Linked DNA regions of Mus musculus: regions 2 and 3 are each linked to region 1. A link is a contact called in public HiChIP or PLAC-seq data. All regions are on one chromosome and are shown on one strand. The core of a region is the stretch at or near the end of the contact, and the rest is flanking DNA. Distances in the headings are between cores, read along the strand shown. Region 1 overlaps Cdkal1 (CDK5 regulatory subunit associated protein 1-like 1). Region 2 overlaps Cdkal1 (CDK5 regulatory subunit associated protein 1-like 1). Region 3 overlaps Cdkal1 (CDK5 regulatory subunit associated protein 1-like 1).

Region 1 (4,989 bases), core at 934-3,433:
TTCTATGTGATTCCATCAGTATCTTTCTGAATGTAGTGGCCTTGAGAAGAGCATCCTAGAACAAGAAAACCCCAGCCATCCTAACATGAATACACTCAGTAGCTCACAGCCATGGACACAGAAGGCAAACTGTGAAGGTGGCAGTGAAACCAGAATTTACAACCTTAACTTCCCTCTGACACAATGCGAGGGCAGCAGACAGCAGCAAGCCTTCTCCCTGGAAAAGGTTTTCATTGCTTCTCCCTCACTCTCCATGCTGAAGTCAGACCTAGACGCTTACGTTTCATCTTCAGAACAGAAGCAGCATTGTTCTCAGCTGTCACTTGTTTTTACAATTGTGCAAGATACTGTTTTCTAACATTTAACTTAAAATTAATTTAACTCCCATATAACTGGTTCTCCCTATAGTATAAACTCCATTCCTGGCATCCATATTCTTTTCAAATTTCTAGTTTCTAAGCCATGGTTATGATGCTTGTATGAGACAGTGTAATCTCAGGAGTGACATACACACTCTCCTTACAGAATCCTTCACAGCCGTGGCCACTGTAGGTGTTAAGAGTACCAAATATGTACAAGTCCCAATTTTGTTTCAATGCATTGTACAACATCAGAGCCATGAACTTCTCCTGTGCATTTTACTATTACTTCACCAGAGACCACAAAGGATAAACAGAATGAGGGAACTTCCTCAAATGCCAATCAACTATGGTATTTCTTAGTCTGACTATAGGTAAGGGCAAAAAGGTCTGCTTGCAAACACTTTTAAAACCAACTCTAACATTCTGGGCCTGGTAAATAAGAGAGAGAGAAATGAAATGTGCACCTTACTGCAGCAGCATTTACACCTTGTAGGAGAGACATCAAGTCAGCCCCCAATAAACAGACTCTGTTCCTTTCTTACAGAGCTGTAAATCTGTTGAGAGCAACAATGGACTGCATCCAAAAGAAAGAAAATCACACTGCGTCTCCTGGCCTCTTTCACATGCAGGTGGTTCTCTCATTGAGGGTCCAGACAAGAGAGACAAATACTGGTATTGAGTAGAACTTTCTAGAAAGCACCTTTGAAAAAGAGGTACTTTCACCTGGCATAGTCCTCTTTTACTTCCTACTTTTGGGCAAACAGGTGTTGTAGCTGGGAAGCATAACTGTTTGACACCATAAGGAAAGAGCCACTGATAATACAAACACCTCAGCCTCTCAGATCCCACAACCGGTAAACCCAACTAACAACTTGGTAACTGTGGAGTTGGCACTATATCAGGAAACTAAATCCCCCTACCTTATTTAAGCCTCTATTTATTAGGTTTTATATGACATTTTCTGAAGTTAAGTGCAAAGTAATACAATCTAATAAGAAAGAGATACAGAAAAGGTTCTTAGAAAATCCACAGAGGAAGACATTTGTATGATGGAGGCAGAGGGCAGAGGGGATCAGGAAAATAAATGTCCAGAGAAGCAAATATACAAGTCAGTCCATTCATTTGTTCAAGGATCACCTTCCTCCACTGTATGAGCCACTGACACTGAGGGCTGAGGGGACACAGGCAAGAAGAATCTTATAACAGAGTTACCATAAGGGGAGGACACCCAACCAGCACTGGACTGTGCCTACCCCTTCTTTCTACTACTCATCATGAAGTTACAAAGGAAAATGAACTCTGAGGAGGATTCATATCATGGCTATTACCTCAAAATCCTAAAGTATTCACCAGCCAAAAGCTGGGCTACATATTGCCTGAAGATTGTATTTTTCCTCCACTGCCACTCTAACCAATTTTCCCAAACCTCAAAAAAGTCAGTGTACTATCTAGGCAACTAACTTCATTAGTGTGCTCCAAAGAATACCCAAAAGTATAAATATTCCATATTTGGATAGCATGTGCTAAGTGGAAATGTGGTTTGTTTGTTTGTTTGTTTTCTTTTTCTATCTATTATCAGCTATTAACAACTCTATGGAAAAATTAAGAAATATCAGGTTTGTCATACTTGCAGAATAAAATAGGGAGAAAGTCTTTTCTGGGCTGTTTATAAACACACAAGATTTAGGAGAATGTCATTCAAACCAAAACAACAGGAAATCACTCTCGCTCAAAGATCGGGCTTAGATCACGGTGAGTTCCTCTCCAATCCTGCTAAAGCAAGTTTCTGCATGCCTTCCGGAGCCTCCGCCTACAGAGCTGTTAGGCCAGCGGCCAACACATATATTTAATTATGTAAGTATTCAGTGCTGTCAGCCAGCTGCTGCCGCTCTTAATACACTGACCTCTTTCACTCCTCCTCTTGCAGAAACCGGCAAAAACAAAGCAACAGTTGATGCGGCAGTAATCATGAAATATGCAAAATACTATTCTCCAAAAAAGGTTTCAGATAACTACACAATTCAGCTTTGCATTTTTAAAGTGATTTGCTCCCTCTCAAGTGCTTTTCTGTTCCTTCTTTGCAAATGCAATAACTGATCTAACTGGAAGTTCCTTTTTGTTTCTATACCTTAAAAAAGTCAACCATGAATTCAAGTATATTTTCTACTTTCTTGTCACCAAATTTCTCACTGGAACACACACGAGGCAATTGCCTTCCATCATTCCATCCATGTCTGTTCTGTGCTTACAGGACAAGCAACGGAACACATGGCCTATATGCCCATCACTCTCAGTCCTCGTTTTCAAAAGAAAAAAAAAAAAGTAAGTTTCATTTGATGTCCCTAGAAAGTCCATTCTGCCAGTAGTACCCTCAATTCCAAAGTAGCTCCAAGGGCTGGGCAGGTAGCAAAGCCCCCAGAACAGCAGAGAGCAGACTAAACAGAACTGAGACACATAAATAAATGCAAACAAAACAAGTCCACACATGGGGGATGATAACCAGAGCTAACCGTGAACAACTCACCAGAAAAGTGGGACTTCATCAGCTCAGGTTAGCAGCACGTGTGCTACAGAGCTGAGGCACCTCACTGACAGTCTCTCTTTCCTCACAGAGCTGTGTCACCCCTCACTCTAGACCCTAAGGTACCAGGTTAACTTTCCCAAACAATTCCTTCCTGTCTTCTGTTGGCAGAGATCTGGTGGCTTTTTCTCACTCACAGAAACTATAAACAAGTTGATGTTCAAATGTAAGCCAGTGCTGTGGTGTTAATAGCAGACAACACGGGAGTGACAATAGCTTTGACTGGGACACTGACAGTGAGCTGAGAGACAGTGTCAGCAGGAGCATGAAAACTGAACTGAGGCAAATTAAACAAACATGCACACAGTGAGAAATAATCATGGTGTCTCAGACTCAGGCAAAAGACCATCGGTCCTTCCCTGTGACTCAAAATGACCCAGAAGTACAATCCAGAAAGTACCCTAGCTGGTTTAGTTGGGTAGAGAAAAAGGTCCTGACATTCACAGCCCAGAGCTACCAGCATGGCCAGGGGACTCCAAGGCACAAGGACTCATAATGTTGTCATAACATCCCTCAGGAAAGAAACTGGAGACCAACTGTGACCAAAAAAAAAAAAAGTAGGCTTTCACCTCTTCAGGACAAGAGAGGCAAGTTACTTCCTAGCCTCGACAAGGACCCACAGCAACCTTGTGGAACCATGCTCAAAGAACCTGTAAGTACCTTACTCTATAGGAGGAACAACAATATGAACTAACCAGTACCCCCAGAACTTCTTGAGACTAAACCACCAATCAGAGAAAACACACGGTGGGACTCATGTCTCTAGCTGCATATGTAGCAGAAGATGACCTAGTGGGCCATCATCAATGGGAGGAGAGGTCCTTGGTCTTGCAAAGATTCTATGCCCCAGTATAGGGGAATGCCAGGGCCAGGAAGAGGGAGTGGGTGGGTTGAGGAGTAGGGGGAGGGGGAAAGGTATAGGGGATTTTTGGAGAGGAAGCTAGAAAGGGGGATAGCATTTGAAATGTAAATGAAGAAAATATTTAATAAAAATTTTTAAAAACTCCCCCCCCCAAAAAAAAGATAAATCTAAGACAACAGTCTTAGAGTCAAAGACTCCATACAGAAGTTCTTCTTAGGCTGAGGCAATGGCTGGGAACCTGAATTCAATCCTTAGAACTGCTGTTTAAAAAGCTGTACATGGTAGTGTTTGCCTGTAACTGAACACTGGGGAGAGGGAGACTGAAGGACACCTGGGATCTCAAGGCCACACAGTCTACAAATCAGTAAGCTACAGGTTCCATTAGACACTCTGCCTCAAAACATAAGATGGAGAACAACTGTGTGAAATACCTAAGGTTAATCTCAGACATACAGCACACACACGGACACGGACCAGGACACGGACACGGACACGGACACGGACACGGGGGAGGGGATGAATTCACCTCAAGTTAATCGTTAACCTCCAAACTCAAAATCTACTAAACACCTAAATATTTGAATAAGTAATAAAAGAAATGTAATGTGCACCAATAGATGTTTGTTTGGAATCAAAAGATAGTTACCTGTGAAAGACTTGGGCTAGAAGGGAAATGATCTCCCGGGCCGTATTTTGATGTGTGCTACAAAGGCACCCGATTTGCCAAGCATGGTTAGCACATGGGTGGGAGGTGGGAGGACACACTGCAGGTCTTTGGATCTGAAGGAAAAGCTGGGGCTTTGGGATGGCGGTGAGGGACGCAGGTGGGGGAGTATGTGCAGACATCCTGTGTGCTTGCAAAATGTTACAGTCTGAAGGAAAGAGAGAATGACAGAAGGGAGGTGGGAGAGGTAGGCAAAGAACAAACAAAAGTATTTCATGTTGAGAAATTATGTCTTCTATCATGTAGCTGCAGGGTGAGAGACATGAAAGGGAATTTAAGGAGGCCAAACGATGAGGAAGAAAGCCAGCTCTGTTAACAGTGTAAAAGGTTACTATTATACTAAAGCAGAAGATGTTGGGGATAGAACAGATTCAATTCAAATGGCTTACAGCTGGCCCGGATAATTAGGGAGAGAATAGGACCATGCGGTTTGATGCTGTTTCGAGAAGAACACAACCCA
Region 2 (4,989 bases), core at 1,009-3,508, 160 kb before region 1:
AATATTTTTCCTATAAGAGATTAAATATTCTCTCATATCATGCTGCCCTCTTTCCAGATTATCTGAAGTATTATATACTGCTTTAAATATATGGATATATTAGAACCAGATATATTTTGTTATTTAATGTAGAAGAAGCTATGTTATGAAGATATTCTTTGTATTGATAATAATATTTTCCTTTAATCCTATGAATTTTATACCACAGGTTTAAAAATAATCACCAAGAGAAGAGAGCCCAGATAGTCACGCAATTGGCTAATTCCTTTCAGTCACCTGAAATTTCGAGTCTACAACCTGTGGGTACATGGGCATCTTTAAAAAGGAGAAATGATGGTGGCTTTCATCTACTGTTCCTGTGTAGTGATGTCTTTGAAGGTAAGATAAGCGTTTATGTGCCACAGAACTGGTTGGTAAGCATGAGGCACAGCACTCACCTGCTCCATAGGAACACCACAGCATCCAGAATTGCGACTCCAAGGTTCAGATGAGAAGACTGCTGCTTGTTGAATAGGTACTTGCTTAGAACCATATGTGCAAGCAGACCTCACAGCCTGCTTGACTAGCAATGGGATCTTGCAAATGCTTGCTGATGAATAGAAATATTCTCCTGGGATATTTCTACTGGGATCTCAACACAAATGAACAAACTTCAGGAGATAGAGAAAGAGCTGCTGGTGTGGTTTTTGTCCACCACCACATTATTTACTCCTACTGCAACAATGAGGATCTCAAGCACTTCCCAGGCCTACATGAATAAAGAGAAACAAAAGAGCAGACCAACGTGAATTTACCTCCTAGTAGGCATATTCAAAACAAACGTGGGAAATTCAGTTGGGCATTTTAAATGTGTCTGGACAAGAGGTGGGAGTCCAGTGGGAAAAGAGACAGCAGCTATGACACCAACAGAAAAGCTCTCCCATCCTCAGCACCACATCGCTGGGCATTCATATAGGCCACTTTCCATTTTCAGAGCATTCAGAGTATCACACGACAAAATCCAGGAGGGTTACTTCTGTGGGTAAAGTCACTAAGCCGATGGTATTAAGATACAGTCACGGCTCTAGAGTCCAACCTAGAGTATCCTGAGATACCGCACGTCGTCATGCTGTATGTAGCCTAGAAAACTCAGTGATGAGGAAAGTCTTTACTAACACTGTTTGTGTTCTACAGGGCAGATGCAGTGCCTTCCAATCACAACCAAAGCAGCCAGATGGGAGCTCTCTGCGGGCCTTCCCTGTGCTGCCCTAACACTAGTTAAGTCCTTCAGCAAGCTCTAAACATACTTCCTCACGCCACAGACCTCGGGCACTCTGTCTCTTTTAGTATTTCAGCCATTCTTTAGTATGCAGCCCAGTGGCATTCGTGGCACACTTCCTTCACTGGTCTCTCATTCTGAAACATGCCAGAAAGAGAATCTTGGTGATGCATAAAGCAAAAGCCGCATCAGCTTCTATAAATACAATACAGTTTTTAAATAAGCAAAGAAAATACATTTTAGTAGCTATTAACTCTTTTACATGTATATCATACTTTAATTTGTAAGTTGTTTCAAAGGCCAAAGATCATTTGGCTGATTTAAATAAGCAGCTGCTCTGCTTTGTTAAAATAACTATTGCAATGGTAAGCAGTTTAGACTGACTAGTCACGTGACTGCCACTAAGGATGGCGAGCATCACTCCCAAACAAAATCAGAGTGATGATTTATTTTAATAAATTGCAGACAGCCGCGATCATGAATGACATCACCTCCATCCACTGCTGAGAGGAGACACTGAACAGATGAAGTGCTGTTTAAAGTCAATGGGGCCCTGACTTAGGGGACAGAAGGATTAATGAGAAATCGAGGATCTGCCACATGGTGCTGCTGGGCTGCTCGCTGTGGTCTCAGTGCATGCGAAGCCCCAGGGCCCCACCTGGTACCCTAACTGTGCACTTATGTTTCATTACACCTTGGCCATTGCTATGCATGCTGATTACCAGCGAGTATCAATTCCTCTCACTGTCGCACACCTCTGCAGTGCCCCAGCACTCAACTGTGAAAACTCCGGCACTCCACTCCTCAGAACACAAGGCCCATGCTGCTAAAACCACAGAGAGTAAATTATTTGTCACTCGACGGGGTGCCAATTCGGTTTCCTGAGGATGACATCATGCCCATTTTACCAATAACAATGGCACTAACAAGACCTTGTAATCAACAAACCTCAGGCCTCTCCCAGCCCTGGCAGGTGCAACTCTCTTTATGCTAAAAATAAGCCAACATTAGCTTCAGCTCCAAACTATTTCTTTTATCACAATGCTAAGCAGAAGTTGGCTTCCATAAGGCAGTGCAGCTGCTGCTGCCGAGGCCGCTTCTGCAGATGCCTGCATTAATTGTATCAAGGACATACTGAACTAAGTGCTTATTCAGCACAATGGCTATTGGGGAGCAGCTGGAGGCACAAGACAAACTGTCTTGAAGGGAATGTCCCAGCCCAGTGTGTAAATTACAATGATGAAGTACAAAGAGTCTAAGTTTAAGGGTCTAATATAACTGCAGAGTGGGGCAAAAATGTAGTGTTATCAGTGGAGGCCAGATCCAATAAATAAGGAAGAGAGACTTGCAGATTTCACCACCATTGCAGTCACTGCTGTGGGAGATGCTGAGACCCATTTCCACCCAGGAGGAAGGGGACTCCTCACTTAAAACTATCAGCGGTGCCGGCATTGACCAGCTTGCATGTGCAGGTCAGAATACAATCCCCTCATTGCAGTAATAAGTGGCAAAATCAAAACAGCCTTGTTTACTACACATAAGCAAGACTTGGCTGAAAATTAAAGAGACTGGCTAGTTTTCTTCCTGGGTTATTCAAGGGGGTGCCTATAAGCATCACTGCCTGCTCTCCAGGCATGTTCTCCTCTTACGTTAGTGAATCTCCGTGAATTCAGGGTGATTAAACACTATTCCAGCTGACAGGTAATTACAGAGCTTCTGCCCATAGGAGTTTAGATAGGGATGGAGAAAATGTGCCTGCAAACACCCCAGGAGCATCCTGAGTGGCTTTGCTACTATGGACAGAACATGAGCAGAGAGGACAGGGCAGGCTCAGATTATAAAGTCAGATTCTGAGATTATGGCTTCTCTCTCAGTCTGTGCCAGGGTCTCTTCTCTAGAAAAGTGGAATGAGGATGGCCACACCCATGCATTAGTTGGGAAACTGACCTGAAAGCAGGCAGTCGATCCAATAACAAGATCCCTATGACTTGATCCTCCCCATAAGCCTCTGCGCAAAGATACTCAGATGTAAATTCAAGCCTTGGGAAATTAAAATTGCTCTTTTTTTCCCCCCAAAGAATTAAGAAATGGTTAAAATGAGAATACTGATACATGAATGTCAACCATACACATAGTACCAGTACAATTTGTTGTTATTTCAGCTAAGTTCTAAAGTGGTGTAGTACATTAAAGAGGTAGATGCTCTGCTACGGACTCTGAAAAGCATCCTCAGACAAGATTACCTGCACCAGTACTCAGCCTGGACCCCAAACCCTCACTGCCTCAGGCTCCACTTTCGTGTCAGTACAGAACTTCTCAGCAATGTTGTCATCACAGCGAAATGCTGTTACTGTCATATACAAACCACCATATAATATGCATTTCTTTACAAGCCCAGATGGTATGAGGCTAGATGCAAGCCATCTACCCAACTTTATCCTAATAGATACAATGTAAGTGAGCTGACCCTAGTATCTAAACTTCATAGTCTAGAAAATATTAAATATCTGTATGGACAGTTGAAAAAGTAAAACAAATTCAAACATGAAAGAAAACAATTTGTTGAATAAAACAAAGAGCAAGGCAACTCCCATGTCCAAGTGGGTCCTTATGAGGTCTGTCCTGTGCAACGGTCCTTGGAGGGTATTCGGTATCTGACAGCTCTATTAGCCCTGGAGCCTTATCCAGCATGTTTATTTTTAATAGGTTTCCCTTACAAACAGCTGCCTACGATGCTAGCTTTTCTTTCTTCCTTGGACCTTCCGTAAATATTTGAAGCAACCACCCATTAACCGCAGCACATCTCTTCAGTCCTGTTGTATGGCCTGGGGACTGGAACTGGCTCTTCTTCTCTTTTGCTATCTACTGGCCACACTAGAAAACCCCTGCTGTTTGGGTTCAATCTGTCAAGGTTCAAATTATCCTCCAACTGAGAGCTAATCAAGGGCCTCTGACCTGGTTTGCAAATAAACTCAGAACAAAAGTGGGTTTATTTTTGTTCTTTCTAGGGACCCTTAGTTCTCACAAACTGAAGCAAAATACAAGCACACCACAAATGCAATTGCCTAAAATCAGAAACAGGCACAACTACCCCCTGAAGATGGACGGGACTTACCAAGCGCCTCAGAGGTACCCGTTTTCAAGCTATAAATCCATTTTTTATAGAAATTGGTTTGCAAATACATTTCAAATTAAAAGTCACAGTTCATTTAATGCTAGTCTGCAGCATGCAGAGAATGTAGATGTGAAGCGCTGGGGCTACCCCAATGAGGACACTGGAGATTCCAAGTATCTTTATGGATGACAAGCTTCAAGTTGCTGGGTACACATGGCGGAATTAAGCTTTCCGCACCATTAACATCATTACGGTAGTCACCGTATATAGACTTCTACACTATGAAATATGAACGAGTTTCCTTTTAAATTTTTCCTGTTGCCTCTGCTGCTGCTGTTTCAGACAGGTTTCACTCTGGCCCTGACTCTGGAATATTAATAATATATCTCAATACATTAAGGTCCCAGGGACAAAAATTACGCCTTTGGTCTGAAGCTCAGAGTTCTTTTATTAGGTATCTAATCTTAGGAAGCAGCCTAGGGCAGCAAAGCTGACCACACAGGAGACGCTTGAGGACATCACAGAGCACTGTGACTGCAGTTCTAGGGAGGTCTTGCCTTACATGGCTATCAACTGACGAAACGTCTTGCCTTACATGGCTATCAACTGACGAAAC
Region 3 (4,989 bases), core at 1,666-4,165, 130 kb before region 1:
GAGGCTGGAAAGAAAGCTTAGTTGATAAAACACTTGTCTAGTCCCAGGCTAGTTAGAGACATCTCTCAAAAAATCGTATGTGTGGTTGATCTCTGAGAGGGGGGGGGGAGGTGGGGAGGGGAGGGGAGGGGAGGGGAGGGGAGGGGAGGAGGGGAGGAGGGGAGGGGAGGAGGGGAGGAGGGGAGGAGGGGAGAAAAAGACAGACACACAGACACCCGGAGAAACACACAGACATTGGCCTACTTAATAACAGGGGATAATAATAACTGAAAAGGAGAATGAAATTCTATAGAAATCACCTAAAGGCTGTGATCTGTTTCCTACAAGTCATACATGGCAGTTACATTTCAATACAAACAGGAAGAAATGGGACCGAAGGAGCTATGTACAGAATTAGTTCTATGTTGTCCCTATAATGACTGCCAAACAAATCCCATCCCTAAATGAAATGCATTAAACAGCAGACATGGGTCTTTCTTCCCAAAGCTTTTCCCAAACAAACATAAAGCAAGAGCGAGTCCACATGTGCTGTTGGTATTTCATCACTGTTTTGTACAGAACAAGAGTGTTGTTGCCTACACACCATTTCTCAGCATCAACACCCATTTTCTTATGCAATTTCAAGTTTGGTTGGCAGGTCAGAGACATTTTTTCCAACCACAGACAAAACGTCTTTTGATACTCAAAGAAAATGTTCAAGGAAATGTTCCCAATAAAAGACAACAAAAACAATAGCATGTAAGTGCATCAGCAGTCTAAGGAACAGCTGAGGTGACTCCAATTAACCTCCCGGGGGAGGGGGGGATGTGACAGACAAGGCACTACCAACACACCTAGTCTATGTCTGCAGCCAGAGCCTTGGAAATGCTTGCAGAATGCCACAACGCTGGGAAGGAGGCAGGCAGACACACTTGTTTTGTTTTTTGAAACTGGATCTCATAGCTCAGGCTAACTTTTTTTTTAAACAAATATTTTTAAATAAGGAAAAGGAGTCAAGGTTTGAGAGCACAATCCATCATCAAAGAAGTTCTAGATGTGAGGGCAGGAGAATGAAGTGGACGGAAATATCACATGCACAGTCAGGAAGCAGAGAGGGAATTCTGGGGCCCAACCATTCTCTCCTATATATGCAGCCCACAACCCCAGCCCATGGGATAATGCCTCCAAATTCACAGTAGGTCTTTCCCCCTCTCTTGAACTCAAAACTGTCTCTCTGAGATTCTGGATCTCATCTGGTTAACCAAGGACAACTCACCATTACTCTTTCCTCCTCCAAGACTCTAAGCTATCTCCTGTCTCTACCATCACACAGCTGGGATTATAAGCATATGCCGTCACAGAAATCGAGTAGAGCCCAGGACCTCAGGCATGCTAGGCCAGAATTCTACCAGCTAACTGAATACACCTTCAGCCACCAGAACTGTATTATTGAATCTTCCATGTAACCCTGACAAGCTTTTAATGTTTCATATACTAATATATGCCATAAAAGGCCTTGATAATGACTGCTCCATTTTAATTTCTCACTTCTTTGGTGTTACAGAAAGCTGACTTCTACATGGAATATTTAGTGTTTGAAAATTAAAGTCTATCAATTACCTTGAAATCTCATAAAGAGAGATGATTTTTGTTTAAATATATATTTATAAGTTATATACAATTTACATATACATATGTGTATATAGATACATATATGTGTGAGTGTGTTCATATGTAGGGACTGGGGACATAGCTCACAAATCAAGAGCTCTGACTGCTCCTCCACAGGATCTGAACTTGGTTCCCAGCATCAATGTTGAGCAGTTCACAATCACCTGAAATTTCAGATTCAGGGAATCTGATACTCTCTTCTGGACTCCATAAATACTGGTGTAAGTGTACTTCACACACACACACACACACACACACACCACATAAATAAACATACACAAACCTGAAAGTGTGTAAAGCTGTCCAATCACAGATGGAGAATGATACATGAAGCACGGACAGCACTCACTGTTCCAGACTCTAAAGACTCACTACCCAAAACCTTAAAAGCACCCCGCGAAGTGCTGCCACTGGCATTCTCTCCAAAGATGAAACAGACATAGAAACATAAATAATCTGACAAATATCGCAAACATTGCACAGCTGGTTAAGTAGGTGAACCAGACAGTCTGGCTCCACTACACATGGCTGCAACCATTACACACGCTACATGTCATAACCTATTGGAAATAAAGATAAGTTTGATAATGCTTAACAAGCTCTTTAATGGGAACATAATAGAAACTATTTCAGTTGTCTTGCTGATCCCAGTATTATTTTGCTTTTCTTTTTAACTGTAAACCACTATCCTAAAAGTCTATGTGTCTTGGAGGGTTAAACACACAAGTGAAGCCTACATTTCTGGTAATGCTCATTACTGTTAGGAAAATAGTCAACAAAGATTACAAAGGGCTACTTGTTAAAACCTTCTGCAAAAAGGCAAGCATGGAAGAACATGGCAGCCCAGCACTGAGAGGCTGAGGCAGCACTGTAAGGTTAGGGCCAGCTTTAAACGAAACACAAGAAAACTTCATTTTCTTTCTAGTTTGGTGATGAGTATATGAATATACTGACTGGGATTGGTACTTGGCACAATAAGGAAATAAACATATTATCTTTGGAGGACATAAAAGAGCAGGTGACTAATGAGAACTTTCACAAACTGGCACATGATGCAAACTTTCAGCACATCAGCTGCCCGGGGTTGAGGTGTAGGTAGACTACCCAAAATAATTAGAGGTCTGCAGGAAGCACAGAGTTCATGCTAAGTGTGACTCATGCATCTCACAGCAAAACAAAATCCTCCAGACATTTATCTCTTCCAAACAAGACACTGGGCCTGGCAGCGGCCCACAAGCAAGAAAGAGCACGTGAAAGTCAGACACTCATGTGCTGGTTAAAAATAAAACGGTGAGGAGGCTCGTGACGAGCCATGACTCCAAGCTGACCTCTAAGACACACAATGCCATTTATAACATCCACAGAGTTTCAAAACACCTGAAAGCAGCAACATTCACAAGACAACTCAGAAGGAAAACTAAAGACCACTTAGTAAGTCGGAGTCCCATTAAGATCTGCTCCCTCTGAAGAACAAAATCCCAAGATGTCTGTCACACTGGCTTCAGTGATGAAGCCTCTGTCCCTGTGAACATGAGGTCAGTGTAGTCACCCCTCCCTGCCGTTAGCTATGTAGGCTGAGTCCACAGGTGTGAAGAAGAGATCTACCTAGCCCAGCCTCCCTCCTGAAGGAGAGAAGGCTACAGACAGGCTGCCACCGGTACCTCCACACTGATTCTGTTTGAAAGGTTGTGAAATCATGACCCAGAGCAAGAACCCTTTCAGACACAATTCAGGTCCCAGCTGTTAGGAAAGACAAAATGTTCCAAAAGAACTCACCTCCCCACCCCACCCCGCAAAAGTCAATAAACAAAATGGGAAACCAAACCCAAGGAAGCTGCCATGAAAGTAAGAGCACAAGGCTGAGGCCTGGGACGGAGCCTGACCAAGTGTATTTAACAGGGTCTCACTGAGTCACAACTAATAACCAGCTAGTACCTATAGCAACAAACAGGAGCCATTTGTGATCCATTATTGTACTATTATCATCAGCAACATTTGTAGATTCTTTCTAGATTTATATGCATGGATGTTTTGCCTGAATATATGTATATGTTAACTATGTGCATACCAATGGAGGTCAGAAGAGAGTATTGGATCCCCAAGAACTGGAATTAAGATGGCTGTGAACTATATGTGAATATACATGAACTATATATGAAGATGCTGAGAATTGATCCTAGGTCCTCTGTGAAAGCAACAAGTGCTCCCTCCAAACAACTGAGCCATCTCTCCAGCCACAGCAACAGTGTTAAAGTAAATGCAGACTGTCACTGAGTGATACACATCCAGGCCCAGAGCTATCAGAGGAACAAGGACATGTTTCTTATGTTCAGGGCAGTAGGTAGAAAGCCACAAGGATACATGGTGTCATTACTAAGGGCTGGGGGTTGGGGGTGGCAGAGACAAAGAGAGAGACAGAGAGAAATACAGAGAGAGATAAAGAGAGAGACAGAGACAGAGAGAAATACAGAGAGAGACAAAGAGACAGGGACAGAGAGCAGCAAAACCCTATAAAAGCAACTGAACACTCCCTCTCCCTCTGCATGCATCTGCTTAGGCCAGTAACTATCTTTTACCAACCAGTAACCCACTTACACCCCTTAATAAGCGCCCAAGCTTCGGAGGGGCTCAGTTTAAAAACCTGTTATAATCATGTACAAATAAATCCATCCTGCCCACTGAAATCAGTAATTCCATATAGACTTTATTGAACATTTAACCTGTGTGTGAGGAATAAAAAGGTGACTAGACTATAAAGTTTGAAGAGTAAAGATTCCACAAGAAAGGGATAGAAAGACACCGTGGAAAAGAAGACTCAGGAGAAGAGCTACACATAAGAGAAAGGATTAATAATGAAAACCCAACAACAGTCCCAAATACCACCAAGAGCTCAAAATTGAGAAATTGCTCTCTTTAGCCTCATCAGAAGAAAACTGGGGAGCATGCAGGGGTGTGAAGGCAGCAGAAATCTAAGTAAATATTCAGCCAGATTTAGCAGTTAACCACAAGCTGCAGGTAGAAGAGTTAAAATGTCTTACTTTTTTATTACCGCAAATACACCACTTCACTGAGTATTTATTCAACAGGATTTACTGGGCCATGGCATTGCTTCTAGACAATCTATGTGTATCGGCCTCTCAGGAAAGAGTGTAACAGCCCCCCATTTCCTGCCTGCTAGAAAGTCTACCATATGTGAACTGTTCTCTACAGTCTGGGCAGGATCAGAAAACCGCTTCAGACACTACAGTGCTTCAAAGTGGGAAGAGGTCCTTTGCATGATTCCATAACTTCTGCCCACCAAGGAAGCACTCCATTAATGGCTTTGAAGGAGCAAGCAGT

The links. HiChIP or PLAC-seq counts read pairs in DNA pulled down with a chosen protein or histone mark.
Region 2: an H3K27ac HiChIP or PLAC-seq map of stem cell-derived neural progenitor cells shows a contact between it and region 1. The contact joins two enhancer-like sites. A contact is called at or near these places in 1 of 15 datasets of contacts at CTCF or cohesin (large pre-B cells), 1 of 484 Hi-C or Micro-C datasets (bone marrow-derived macrophages) and 5 of 115 datasets of contacts at active chromatin or transcription factors (the HPC-7 cell line, bone marrow-derived macrophages, cardiomyocytes and 2 more).
Region 3: an H3K27ac HiChIP or PLAC-seq map of the HPC-7 cell line shows a contact between it and region 1, with 6 times the contacts expected there. The contact joins two enhancer-like sites. A contact is called at or near these places in 4 of 484 Hi-C or Micro-C datasets (epidermal suprabasal cells and uterus) and 4 of 115 datasets of contacts at active chromatin or transcription factors (the HPC-7 cell line, bone marrow-derived macrophages, cardiomyocytes and 1 more).

What each region holds. Positions count from the first base shown.
Region 1 is chr13:29,767,633-29,772,621 of GRCm38.p6, forward strand. All of the region lies in intron 5 of Cdkal1 (CDK5 regulatory subunit associated protein 1-like 1), which reads right to left. Among named protein-coding and RNA genes, the nearest start is that of Cdkal1, 86 kb to the right of the region's middle. Within about 2 kb of position 2,184, at least 115 of the 459 cell types and tissues checked have an H3K27ac peak or open chromatin away from gene starts, as enhancers often do. A contact at or near this core is called in the HPC-7 cell line, bone marrow-derived macrophages, embryonic basal ganglia and 2 more, where this site is marked.
Region 2 is chr13:29,608,338-29,613,326 of GRCm38.p6, forward strand. All of the region lies in intron 9 of Cdkal1 (CDK5 regulatory subunit associated protein 1-like 1), which reads right to left. Among named protein-coding and RNA genes, the nearest start is that of Cdkal1, 240 kb to the right of the region's middle. Within about 2 kb of position 2,259, at least 64 of the 459 cell types and tissues checked have an H3K27ac peak or open chromatin away from gene starts, as enhancers often do. A contact at or near this core is called in embryonic basal ganglia and stem cell-derived neural progenitor cells, where this site is marked.
Region 3 is chr13:29,635,161-29,640,149 of GRCm38.p6, forward strand. The region is part of intron 8 of Cdkal1 (CDK5 regulatory subunit associated protein 1-like 1); the gene reads right to left. Among named protein-coding and RNA genes, the nearest start is that of Cdkal1, 220 kb to the right of the region's middle. Within about 2 kb of position 2,916, at least 55 of the 459 cell types and tissues checked have an H3K27ac peak or open chromatin away from gene starts, as enhancers often do. A contact at or near this core is called in the HPC-7 cell line, bone marrow-derived macrophages and uterus, where this site is marked.